2 separate regions of the Rattus norvegicus genome follow, and region 1 is linked to region 2. A link is a contact called in public Hi-C data. All regions are on one chromosome and are shown on one strand. The core of a region is the stretch at or near the end of the contact, and the rest is flanking DNA. Distances in the headings are between cores, read along the strand shown.

Evidence for each region. Hi-C and Micro-C count contacts between places; a contact is called where the count stands out from the background.
Region 1: a Hi-C map of Schwann cells shows a contact between it and region 2, with 6 times the contacts expected there. The contact joins two enhancer-like sites. A contact is called at or near these places in 2 of 12 Hi-C or Micro-C datasets (Schwann cells and psoas muscle).

The regions. Positions count from the first base shown.
Region 1 is chr2:237,471,027-237,477,861 of GRCr8, reverse strand. No RefSeq gene overlaps it. Among named protein-coding and RNA genes, the nearest start is that of Bcl10, 27 kb to the left of the region's middle. Within about 2 kb of position 5,376, at least 9 of the 93 cell types and tissues checked have an H3K27ac peak or open chromatin away from gene starts, as enhancers often do. A contact at or near this core is called in Schwann cells, where this site is marked.
Region 2 is chr2:237,366,050-237,372,786 of GRCr8, reverse strand. The region is part of intron 1 of Ddah1 (dimethylarginine dimethylaminohydrolase 1); the gene reads right to left. Among named protein-coding and RNA genes, the nearest start is that of Ddah1, 42 kb to the right of the region's middle. Within about 2 kb of position 3,961, at least 4 of the 93 cell types and tissues checked have an H3K27ac peak or open chromatin away from gene starts, as enhancers often do. A contact at or near this core is called in Schwann cells, where this site is marked.

The sequences.
Region 1 (6,835 bases), core at 4,127-6,626, 100 kb before region 2:
GAACAGAACTGGATGACAGCCCCAGATCCATGCTCAGGAAATCTCTGGCTAACCATGAAGGCCAACGAGGCCTGGAACATTCTATGTAGACCAGGAAGGCTTCAAACTCAGAGAGATCTGCCTGTCTCTGCCCCTCCAGTGCTAGGATACAAGTACTGTGCTGATAAACCTGGTGGCTGGTCCCCAGTTTTTAGTTGTGATCCTAGCCTTTAACGGCTGAGCCATCTCTCCAGCCTATGGCCCCCAGTTTTTTGTTTTGTTTTGTTTTGTTTTCATCTACTCCATGGGGCATTTGTGAGAGTTAAAGGAAAGAGGTCATGTCCTGGTACCACGGAGCCACAAGGGTCTAGAAGAAAAGGAGGATCTGGCAGCGCTATGGCAATCAACTATTACTTCAACCTTAAAAAGCTGTCCTGTGTGCGTGTGTGCGGTGTGCATGCAAGTGTGTGCATGAGTACACGTGCATATGTGTGTGTACCAGAGCATGAGGTGTGTTAGGGCTGAGGTTAATCCTGGGAATTTTCCTCCATCATTTCCCACCTTATTCTCAGAGGGTGGGTCTCTGAGTTAAAGCCAGAGCTCACTGGTAGAGCATCTAGCGAGCCAGCTTACCCCATGTCGTAGGTAGTTCAATTGCCGCCCTGATGCAGCCCAGGGTCTTCTGGGAAGGGAGTCTCAGCTGAGGGAGCACCCACATCACACTGGCTTGTGGGAACGTCTGTGGGAGCTTGTCTTGATTGCTAGTTGACGTAGGGGAGCCCAGCCGACTGTGGTCCCTGGTTGTGTAAGAGAGCTCGGTAAGTATGAACCCCCGAGGGAGCCAGCAAGCAGTGTTCCCTCGTGGTTTCTTGCTTGGCTTCCTGGCCTGACTTTGCTCCATGACTGACTGTGACCTAGAAGTGTGAGTCAAATAAATTCTTTCCTCTTCTAAGCTGCGGGTCTCAGTGCTTTATCGTGATAGCGGACGGGATATCAGACCACTCCATCAATCCCGTCTCTACCTTATGAGCGTGACCCACTGGGCGCTTACAGGAGTGCCGGGAACCCAGCTAGTGTTCTACCCACTGAGCCATCTCCACAGCATGTTTCCAGGGTTTTGCTTTATGTTGATCAAGAAGGCGCCAGCTGTGACCTGTGGTGGATTATGGTTCAGGCTGAAGAACCGGACTCGAGGAGGAGTCCATGTGTGTAGGGGGAGGGGTACGTTTTGGAGTAAGGGCAAGCCACGCCAAGGAAGTGCCACTAGAGAGCATGGTGTGGTGCCTGTCTTTCTTGTCTCTGTAAAGACACTGTAGGTGCACAGCCCTCAGGGACTCACTGGACCGAGCAGCTTGGTCCCAGGTCCCTCAGTTGTACCACTCTGAGCAAACTTCACTCTCATCTCCTTTTGCTGATCAGTGGCCACCCTGGCGGGATAGGCACAGCAAAGACCCACCTGTGATGCTGCATTTGAGAACCAAGATCCGGGCTCCCAGGTTGTCACAGGAATTTGGCATTCATGGTAAGTATATGCACTTGAGTTTTAGACAATGGAAAAGGAGTACTGTACTTTTTCTTTCTTTCTTTTCTTTCTTTCTCTCTCTCTCTTTCTTTCCCTTCCTTCCTTCCTTCTTCCCTTCCTTCCTTCCTTCTTTCCTTCCTTCCTTCTCTCCTTCCTTCCTTCCTTCCTTTCTTCCTTCCTTCCTTCCTTTCTCTATTTCTCTCTTTTTCTCTCTCTCTTTTTCTCTTCCTCTCAAGGGCTGCGACGGTAAGAGGCATTCCACGAGGGATCATTTACGCAGTCCAATTTTCAGGGTTGAGTTCTGTCAATGCATTTTAGCCACAGAAGAGAATGAATTCTAATTGGGGGGCTAGGGTAGTTTCAGGAATGGCAGCTTCTGAGCTGTGTGGTTGCAGGTGCTGGTGAAAAGCTGATTAATCCATTCAGGAAGTAAGAGGTTCCATTGTGCAGCAGCGCGCTGGGTACCAAACACTGATGGATAAGTCCTCCTACTTCACGGCCTCATACCCTTCGAGGTGTGAGCGGAGTGAGTGTTAATTAAGACTTAGTTTTGCTCTGTGGTGTGTGTGTGTGTGTGTGTGTGTGTGTGTGTGTTGTATGGGCACATGAATGTTTAGGTACATACATTTGCCCCCTGTGTGCGTGAAGACCAGAGGAGGACATCAGGTATCTGGCTCTTCTGCTCTCTCCTTTATTTCTTAGAGGTATAGTCTCTCTCTCTCTCTCTCTCTCTCTCTCTCTCTCTCTCTCTCTCTCTCTCTCTCTCAGCCTAGAGCTGGGCTAGCCAGCAAGCTAATTTGATCTTCCTCTGTTCTGCTTTCAAAGCATTATGGTTTCAGGTGTGAGTGTGGCTGTGCATAGCTTTATGTGAGTGTTTGAGATTCTACTTGAGGTCCTCATGCCTGTGTGGCCCGCGCTATTACCCACTGAGCCCTCTCTTCAGGTCTGACTTTTGACTCTAACCCACATCTAGTGAATGCAAAGTCGTGCCTCGCTGTGATTTAGCTGTCTTTTTAGTTTTGTTTATTTTACGTGTATGGATGTTTTGCTGACATGTATGTCTGTGCACTACGTGTGCCCCTGGTGCCTGAGGAGGTTAGAAGAGGGCACAGTGTTCCCTGGAGCCGGAGTTAAGGGTGGTTTTGAGCCACCATAGAAGTGGCGGGAATTGAACTCTGGTCCTCTCTGCAAGAACAAGTGCCCTTAAGAGCTGAGCTCTCCCCAGGTCCCACTGTGACTTTAGTTGGAACATCCTTGGTAACTAATGACACCAAACATCTGCCCCCATGGCCATTGGTTATTTATTTTTATCTATTCTCTGGAGAGGTAACCCTTCAACCTTTGAACTATTTTCAAACTGCCTTTTTATGATCAAGCCACAGGAGTTCTTTTTGTGTTGTAAATACATGTCCTTTTTTTCTGGTACACAGTTTGTAAATTCTTTCACTTAGTAAACTATCTTCACTTTCTTATCTGTTTCCTTTGAAGCACAAATGCTTTCAGTTTTAATATGCCAAATTTGTTTTTCTTTTGTTTGCTCATAGTTTCGGTGTCATAAGGATTTAACGACAAATCCAAGGTTGTGAAGGTTTCCTAGTAGGTTTTCGTCTAAGACATTTATTATCGTTATTGTTATTATCATTATTAGTAATAGTACTGTTGTTTCTGATACTGTTTCTATTGGATGCATGATCTCGTGTAAGCTATGCTAGCCTTGAACTTGCTATGGCATTTGTCACGACCTTGGACTTCTGATCCCCATGTTTCTGCCTCCCAAATGCTAGGATTAGAGGAATGTATCACTGTGCCCAGTTAGTACGGCTCTGTGACTCTAACCCCAGCGTTAGTGCATGCTAAGAAAGCACTGTTAAATGGCTGACCCACAACTCTCCCAAGAGTTTTACAGCCCTGGCATTAGAGTTCTGATCCGTTTTGAGTTAAGTTTTATCTGTGATGTGAAGGGGGAGGTTCTAGCTTTGCTCCTTTGCTTATGGGTATACATTTTTTCCTTTCCCTGTCCCACAGCTTTGACATTCCTGTTGAGGATAAGCTGACTGTAGGTGCCTGGGTTTCTTTCCAGGTCCTCATGTCAGTCATTAGTCAGTCTATAGTCTATCCTCATGCAATCCTTCACTGCATCGTCACTTCTGAAGTCTTAAAGTTGGGATACATGAGTCCTCCAACTCCACCCACCACTATTTTCAGTGACATCTCGACTGTTTCAGGCCCCTGGTGCTTTGTAGAAAGCAGTAAAACTTAAAGCTTGCAAGGGTGGAGAGATGGTTCAGGTGTTAAGAGCATGGGGCTCTTCCAGAGGACCTAGGTTCAATTCCCAGCACCCGCACAACAGGTCCACCCATTCTAATTCCAGAAGCTGTCTTTCCTTTTGTTCTTTGATTTCTTTTAAGAGTGTCATCCATTTTCAGAGAATGTCTCTCATCCTGACTTTAGAAGTTGATTTACATACCTGATTATTTTCTAGATGGGACCATCCTCTTAAGGGTGTTTGTCCATCCTAAGTGCAGAGAGATACCGTTGACTTATTTAAATGTTGATCCTGCGTCCTGAAATGCCGAGCTCAGTTACTAGTTTTGATCCTTTCCCATATGTTCCTGAGGGTTTTGCAGATCAGGATAATATGATCGGCTAGCAGAGGTGGTTTTTGGTGTTGTTCTCTCTATTGCAAATGAACTCAGTTGTTCTGTAGAAAAGACTCCAGCTCTTCTCGAGAGGCTCCTGCTAGACAAAATGTCGGAGCCATCCCTCTGGATGGGGTGGGCCAGAAGAACTGTTCGGTTCTCTCCAACACGTTTGCTTTGTTGCTGAGGACCACGTGCATACATCTTTAGCTTGCCTTCAGGGAGGGCGGGTTGTTCAGGCACGAGTCAGTGTTCTCATTGGAGCTGTCCTCTCAGAGAACAGCCTCCACCCCACAGGAAGGGGTTGGTTGAAGGAAGGAGAACCCTCATCTTCTGACCACACTTTCCCCTCAGCATCAGACGTGCTGGACCAGCATGAGTGACATTTATGTCTTGCCCGTCTTCTGGAAGGCAGATCTCACCTGGGGAGCTGCTGGATCCCAAGAGAGCCTCGTTCCTTACTCTGTCATCAAGTGGTACTGGGGTTCTGTCTCATGAACTGGGAGTGGGAAGAAAATGGCGTGGTGTTGGTTCAAATACCACACTTGCCTACCGACCTCATTCAATTAGCCTGCCTTTCCCCCTTTTCCCTTTCCTTCCCTCCCCCTCCCCTCTCTTCCTCCTCCTCCTCCTCTCTCTATTTTATGTTTTCCTCGTCTCCTCTCTCTCCCTTCTTTCCTATCTTCCTTCCCTCCATTCCATCCTGAAGGTCAAACCCAGGGCTGTATATGTGAGGCACGCACTGGAGAGCTGAAAGAAAAAAAAAAAAACACTCGCTCTATCAGTGAGTGCTGTTTCCTCTTGGAAGTCATTTCCATCAGTCCTTCCATCAGAAGCAGATTCTTACAATGCAGGCTCAGTGCAGATTGTTATCTGCTAGATGAAGGACCCGCGTGTATCTGACTGTGAGTCCAAGGCAATAGAGGGGCATGGGAAGCCACTAGGGTCTAATTATAGACTCCAGTGGCAATAGAGGAGCACCCTATCCTGGTGTTCATGCTGCCATTCCCAGGGCTGCCTCGGGAACAATCTCTCAACCACCATGCCAGTCTAGCTCATGGCTCTTCTTGCTCATGGTTCGTGAACACCCCGATGAAAGGAACCTCACGGATTTTAAACCATTATCCCCATGAGTGATGTGACCACATAAAATCCAAACAGCTAGCTCCCACCCACACAGGCTGGATGTCTACACAGAAGGTCAAACCAAAGAGGCGAGTGCTTCAGAACTCTAAACAACTTTGTGTGACCAGAAAGTCCCGGGAACGGCTGTAGGACAGCAACTTGACGTTTGGAACTGAGTGCTCAGAGGCTGCGTCTAAATTTAGAATCAACGCAGTGTCTATTAAAGAGGGCCAGGACCAGCAGGTCTGGGGCGTGATCTTTCGCTCCAAGGCCGCCCTCGGCTGATTTGGATCCAATAATTTTCTGATACCAAGTGAAGGAGAGCTTGGCCACACAGCACACGTTTCCAGCCCAGAAATGTGCCAAGAGTTAGGATTTAAATGCCAGCCTTGTGAGACAGTGCTGGCAATGCACACCCCACCCCAACCCTCTCTGACCTGCGATTACTCTCCATCATGGGCTCTGTGCAGATGTCCCCTGACCTCTCCAGCTCTCTCCTGGGTATCTCTGCCAGCTCTTTGTCGTGGGACGCTGACCTTGGGACGCTGACCTTACGAATCATCAGCCCTGGACTCCATCAGAAGCCAATGGGGTGAGCAGCAGATCAGAGCGAGATGAGAAAGGGGCTTCTCGGCTTGGGAGCCCGCTCCAGCAAGTTCAAGACTCACCTTCGTGTCCTACTCTGAGTAGCACAATCTCCCTTCCTTGCCCTGCCGAGCGTAGGAGAGCTGTGATGCTGGGCTATCTCACTCAGCCTTTGGCATTTAGGCCTCTGGACACACAGATGTTCCTTCTACTCTCTTCCAAGGGACAGTGAATTCTATTTCCTACCGGAATCCTTTTTAAAAATTTACTCTATCATTGATGTTTAAATTAATTTAAGAGGCAGGTCCTTATTGTGAGGCCCAGGCTGGTCTGGGACTCATGGTGACCTGCCCTCAGTTCCTGGGTGCTGGGGTCACAAGTGGGAGCATTGGCGCTCGATTCTCATTGCCATCTTGCCCTGGTGACAATGTTCTGAAAGACCCCCGAAGGGAGCCCCCCACTCAAGTCTCGGGAAAGACGCGCACCCAGTAGGACACAGACACCGACCTGCTGTAATCACACGAGGAAGATTTATTGTGAGCGAGATGAAACGAGAGCTCAGGCCAGCATGCTGGGGTCGAGACTCATACACCACACAGGGAGTAGAGGAGTTCGACCCCGACCTGAATTTTCACAGAGCTTATAAAGGAAAAAACCACAAACCAGGGGGATCAAGAGGGAGGGAGGAGGGGAATTCCAAAACCATAAACTGCCCATACATTTAGGTCATATGCTAGTCATGTGTAACACTAGGCAACACACCCAGGACTTTGTGACATTGTGATTAGGGGTAGTGACATTTTCAGGGCCATTGGACCATTGTGGCCGGAGGCTATGGGTCATTGTGGCTGTTCCAGGAAACTTTTCATGCAAGAATGTTCCGGGAACCATTGTACAGCAAGGGAGGGGCGAAAAGTTCATGTTCTCACAGACCCTACCTCTTCTTTTTGGGTAGCTAGGCGGCTTATTATTAATTTTTAATCCT
Region 2 (6,737 bases), core at 2,712-5,211:
CATCAAAAAAAAACAAGGTTAATGAGAGAGGTGTGTGAACAAGCCTCTCCCACCCATGTTCTCTCTGCCACAGGAGTCTTCAAGACAGAAGACCCAAGAACCAGGGAAACTTTTTCTGTTTAGATGGAGTGAAGGTTGATCACTGTGTCAAAATGCAATGGTCGAAGGCTATGCCGGTGGACGAAGAGGGACCGAGTGAGGCCTGTTTGTTAGACTCTTCTTGGATTCTCTGGGTACCACTCTTTCTTCATGGGACGGCGAGAGAACCCTGTGATGACAGCTTTTGAGGGTGAATGGAACAGGGGATCATGCTAGGGTTTACTGCTTATTCTTGTGAACGAGCGGAGTTCTAGGTCCCAGGAGCCATCGAGAGAGAGAGAAATGCACATTTTTGGGACTCCTTCAGGTGAGAAGCAGGTTGCAGGGACAGGAGGAAGCGGAAGGTTATAGAGACTTCACCTTACAGGCGAATATCTTGAGTTCAAAGTGTTCAGCACTCCAGGCCTCAGCCTCGAATGCACTGTTTCTTGAACCCCAAAATGAGCAGACAATAGCTGAACAGGTGCACTTATTAAACCTCCAAACATCCACGGCAACACAAACCAAGTACAGAAATTGTTAGTGTCTTTTTTTTTACCTGAATGTTACATACTAACTTTATGTAAAACTTTATGCATTAAAATAATAGATAATAACAGGTGATTATTTAACATGTGCCAGGCTCTGTGAGTTTAACTGTGAAAATGATTGTTATCCCTTTCTTCTGATGAGTAACTGATATACTGGCACACTGGCATGGGGAAACTGACACAGAGGCAAAGAGAAGAGCTCAGAAACAGAAACACACATGTGGGATATAACAGGGGCGGAGGCTGAGCTTATAGCTCAGGACAAAGAAAGCTCTGTAGGGTAAGTGGGCAAAAGACAGGGTATTCGAAATGGCGCTGGGAGCTCAGTTCTCCCTATGGGAAGAAGAAGAAACTGTGAAGCAAAGTCTTAATTGTGCAGGTTTGATGTGTAAAGCGTTTAAGGTCAAGGTCAAAAATGGCAGGTCAACACATGTGGCCCATACATATACAGCCAGCAAACTAGATAAGATGGATGAAGCAAAGAAGTGCAGGCCAACAGGAGCCGGATGTAGATCTCTCCTGAGAGACACAGCCAGAATACAGCAAATACAGAGGCGAATGCCAGCAGCAAACCACTGAACTGAGAATGGGACCCCCGTTGAAGGAATCAGAGAAAGAACTGGAAGAGCTTGAAGGGGCTTGAGACCCAATATGAACAACAATGCCAAGCAACCAGAGCTTCCAGGGACTAAGCCACTACCTAAAGACTATACATGGACTGACCCTGGACTCTGACCCCATAGGTAGCAATGAATATCCTAGTAAGAGCACCAGTGGAAGGGGAAGCCCTTGGTCCTGCCAAGGCTGAACCCCCAGTGAATGGGATTGTTGGGGGGAGGGTGGTAATGGGGGGAGGATGGGGAGGGGAACACCCATATAGAAGGGGAGGGGGATGGGTTAGGGGATGTTTTGCCTGGAAACCGGAAAAGCTAATAACAATTGAAATGTAAACAAGAAATACTCAAGTTAATAAAGATGGAGAAACACACACACACACACACACACACACACACACACACACACACACACACACACAAAGAAATGGCAGGTCAAGGTCAAAGAAACGGCACACCTGCTTTAAAATAGGGAGCTCCTCAAAGTAAAACAGCAAGCCCCAAACTCAGAGGTGAGCACTGCAATGTGTACACTGAGGGAAGTTTCCAGAACACACCAAAAACTCCTTCGAAGAAGAAAACCAGCCCAATACCCAGGCACTGGCTAGATCAGGAGTTTCAAACAAGGAGACTCTGAGCTCATGCATGCAGGGAGGACTCAAAGGCACTCCACTCAGAAGCAGAATGAGTGAAAACCCCAAACAGCCCTAAGCACACGAGAACAGCACAGATCAGACATAATGGGGGAAACCACAGCGGGACACCGTTTCCTGGTGGCCACACCAAAGACACCAAATCACAGAAGGATTTGAAGTCTCGGGACGATGTGGTCCACAGGCTCCTTGGCCTCTGCCCATGGGACTGTCAGTGAGGCAGCCACGTAGGAAGGCATTTTAGCCCAATTGAATAAATCTGGAGATTCTACAACCTGGCTCTGCTCCTAGTCCATCTGAGCGATCTATCCACGCAGCCCAAGGAGCTGTCAAGACCTATTGATCGCAGCATCGCTTACAACAGCAAGAACCTAGAAACAACTCCAGTGCAAGTCAGCAAGAGAAGTCGCACAGTCACCTAGACTCGAGTTACAGGAAGTTCAGTGGCACTAAACAGTATTACTTGGGGGTGACACGTAGGTCATCGGTTGTAATGAACAATAAGGGCAGGTGGGCATCAAATCCAGAGGGATGTGGGAAGGAGAGCCTTCCGAGTTTTGATTATGCTCATCTTGGTGCTAAGTACGCAAGCACTTATTTTATTGCTTCTTTAAAAAGCTAGTTACAGTTTAAGACGTCTGAACATATTGAATACTTGCCTTTTTCGTTCCCTTTTCTCCTCTATTTCCTCCCATCTCTCTTTCATACTTCCCTTCCTCCCTCTCCTGCCCTCTTCTCCTTCCCCTCTCCTCTTTTGTCCCTCCTCCCAACCACCCATCAACATACAGCTAGGTAAGGGCCACATGCCTATCCCACTGTCCTGCAATCCCTCTGTGTGCGTGTGTGCATGTGTGTGCATGTGTGTGCATGTGTGTGCGTGTGTGCATGTGTGTGCATGTGTGTGCGTGTGTGCATGTGTGTGCATGTGTGTGTGCACGTGTGTGCGTGTGCACATGTGTGTGCATGTGTGTGCATGTATGTGCATTGTGTGGGTGTGTGCATGTATGTGCATGTGTGTGCGTGTGTGTGCGTGTACGCATGTGTGTGTGCATGTGTATGTGCATGTATGTGCATGTGTGTGCACATGTGTGTGTGCACGTGGACTCATGTATATGCGTGCAGGTATATATCCATACACATACAATGGAGGTCAGAGGTTGATGTGGGTATTTTCCTTAGCTGCTCCCACTTTATGTTTTGATAGTCTCTCACAGAACCTAGATAGAGATCAATAGATCGTCTGGTCTGCCAACAAGCTCCTGGGGTCTGGCCGTCTAGACCCCCAGTGTAGACATTATTGGTGTGCACTGCTTGTCTGGGTTCCATTGCTGGGGAGTTCATATGCGTGCAGAGCAAGCACTGCACCAAGACATCTCCTCAAGCCCTAGTTACTTGTGCGGTTCCTAACTTTTGAAGTTAATTTTTATAAACAAGTGTCTCCAGTTTCTGCAGAGGAGTTCAGAATCCGGAGGTCAGCTCCGGAGTAGGCTGGATAGCCTGTAAGAAAGCAAAAGGCTGGACCGCTGGTGAGAATGTGGAATCCTGGGATCAACTCTAGAGCAGGCTTGACAGCAGGCCAGCGAGAAGACAGAACTCCGGGGTCGGCTCTGGAGTAGGCTGGACAGCTGCTGTTTTCTAGTCAAGTTCTTGAAGAGTTTTCAGTGGGAGGTGTAAGTCTGCATGGAACGCCATGGAAGGCCACATTGGAATTTAATTTTAATAATACAATCTTTGTGGCTGAAACCCACCAACTAGGAAACAACCACATTCCTAAGGTGGAGGGAAATGTGATCTCAGGGGTAGGACACTCCTGGCATCACGACATGACATTTCAGCTCCCTCAAAAGCCAAGCTTTTGGGCTGGGTGGCTGTGTGGAGCACAGCATGCAGCCAGGAGCTGGAATGGACCAAGGAAAACCACCTCCTAGCAGGGCTGGATGAGTCTGCCTGATGGGGTGGCAACAGTGGTCAGAAGGGAACTCTGGCCAGCCATGGTCAGGAGCTCCATTCAGAGAGACAGCCGCTTCAAAGGGCAAGCATTCGAAGGATTCTGACCTCGCCCCTCCCATCATGCCATTCTCTGGCCCCTCCCCAGTGCTGACCCGTCCATTCCTCAGCTCTGCTGACTGTGAAGTTCAGTCCTGTTCTCTGAGGATGCGCACAATGGGTTCTTTGCAGAAAACCGAAGTTGGTCTGTGACTCCATCTTGCTGCCCTAGAGGCAGCTTTCTTTACCCGTCTCCCTTTGTGATTCTCCCAGTGGTCACCGCCATCTTCCTACTCAAGGAGAAAAAAAAATCCCTAACTGTCATCTCTAGGTTCCAAGAGGCATCTGTTCCATTTATCTGCAGTAAAAGCCACACTTCTCAGAAACTGTTACGTTCAGGTAAGGGACTGGAAAATAATTGGGAGATATTCCAATTTGAAACCAAGCTGATTTGTTTTTTAAAAAGGGGGTGGGCAGTCTTAAGGGATGTCCCTGGTCTATTTATTTACTTATCTATTTTGGCAGTACTGGTGATTGATTGTAGTCAAGGCCAACATTACACATATATAGAGAGAGATATAGATAGATATAGATACACAAAACACACACACAACACAACATACATATGTATATATAGATATAAATATAGATAGATATAGATACACACAACACACACATACAAACATATATGGATAGATAGATATAGATAGATATAGATACACACATACATACATATATAGATAGATATAGACACACACACACATATATATAGATATAGATATAGATACACAAAACACACACACAACACACACATACATATGTATATATAGATATAAATATAGATAGATATAGATACACACAACACATACATACAAACATATATAGATAGATAGATATAGATAGATATAGATACACACATACATACATATATAGGTAGATGGATATAGACACACACACACCACACACACACACATATATATAGATATAGATAAATAGATATAGATGCACACACAACATACACACATATATACATATATAGATATATATAGATACACACACACCACATACACACATATAGATATAGATAGATATAAATAGATATATATAGACACACACATATATAAGATATAGATATATAGATATAGATAGAGATACACAACATACACACATATATACATATATACATATATAGATATATAGATACACACATATAGATATAAATATAGATAGATATAAATAGATATATAGACACACACACATATATATAGATATAGATATATAGACATAGATAGATATAGATATACAACATATACACATATATACATATATACATATATAGATATATATAGATACACACACATATAGATATAGATATAGATAGATATAAATAGATATATATAGACACACACACATATATATAGATATAGATATATAGACATAGATAGATATAGATACACAACATACACACATATATACATATATACATATATAGATATATATAGACACACACACACATATATATAGATATAGATATATAGACATAGATAGATATAGATACACAACATACACACATATATACATATATACATATATACATATATATAGACACACACACATATATATAGATATAGATATATAGACATAGATATAGATACACAACATACACACATACACACATATATACATATATAGATATATAGACACACACACACACATATATACATATATAGATAGATATAGACACACACACACATATATACATATATAGATATATATAGACACACACACATATATATAGATATAGATATATAGACATAGATAGATATAGACACACACACACACACATATATACATATATAGATATATATAGACACACACACATATATATAGATATAGATATATAGACATAGATAGATATAGACACACACACACACACATATATACATATATAGATATATATAGACACACACACATATATAGATATATATAGACACACACACACACACATATACATATATAGATATATATAGACACACACACACACACACACACACACACACACACACACACAGCCTTCCGGTGCGTCTTGGCAATGTTAAGCATCAGACACTTTACCACAGCACATTCCATTCTGCTAATGATTACAAATGGGGGCAGGCAGGAGGAAATGGTGGCAGACGATAAGCGTTCAAAGACCCTGTGTAGGGATGGACATAATGGCGAAATCCACGGTGCTCTGGGCAAACATTCCGGCGAGAGGCACAAACACAGGCTGCGCCGTCTCCTTGTTAGGAAGCTGCTGTTGTTGCTTTGAGCAGATAAGATCCAAGACCAAACAGGGACGTGCGGGCTTGCTTCAGCACGGGGCTTATCTCCGCAGCCCGCCCTCCTGGACGTAGAAAATTGGCCCAAGAAAGCATTTTCCCTGACAATTCACGCTCCCCTGGCGTTGCCACAAAAGGGGAAAGCACAAAAGGTTAATTTTTCTTCTCTCTCATTGAAATAAGACCAAGAAACCCCCTGTGGAAATATGAAAATTACTAAATTCTTTAAAATACATATTTCTTTTTATATGGTTTTCGTTACATAATTTGACACATCTGGGGTTGGTAATTTATAAAAACAGAAAGTAAAAGGACATCAATTTGGCCCGGAATGGGATGATTTTATAGCCTAAAGCTCTGGGGGACATAATTTTTGGACCAAGTGCTGAGAGGAGGCCTCACAGTCCATGGGGGGTTTAATATCTCATTTACATATCTAAGTTTAAGTGCCCAAGGCTTCAGAGGAACCAGCAAAACGTTTTGACCTTTGGGCTCTTGCTCAAGCAGTCAGAGCATAGAGCATCTCTTTGG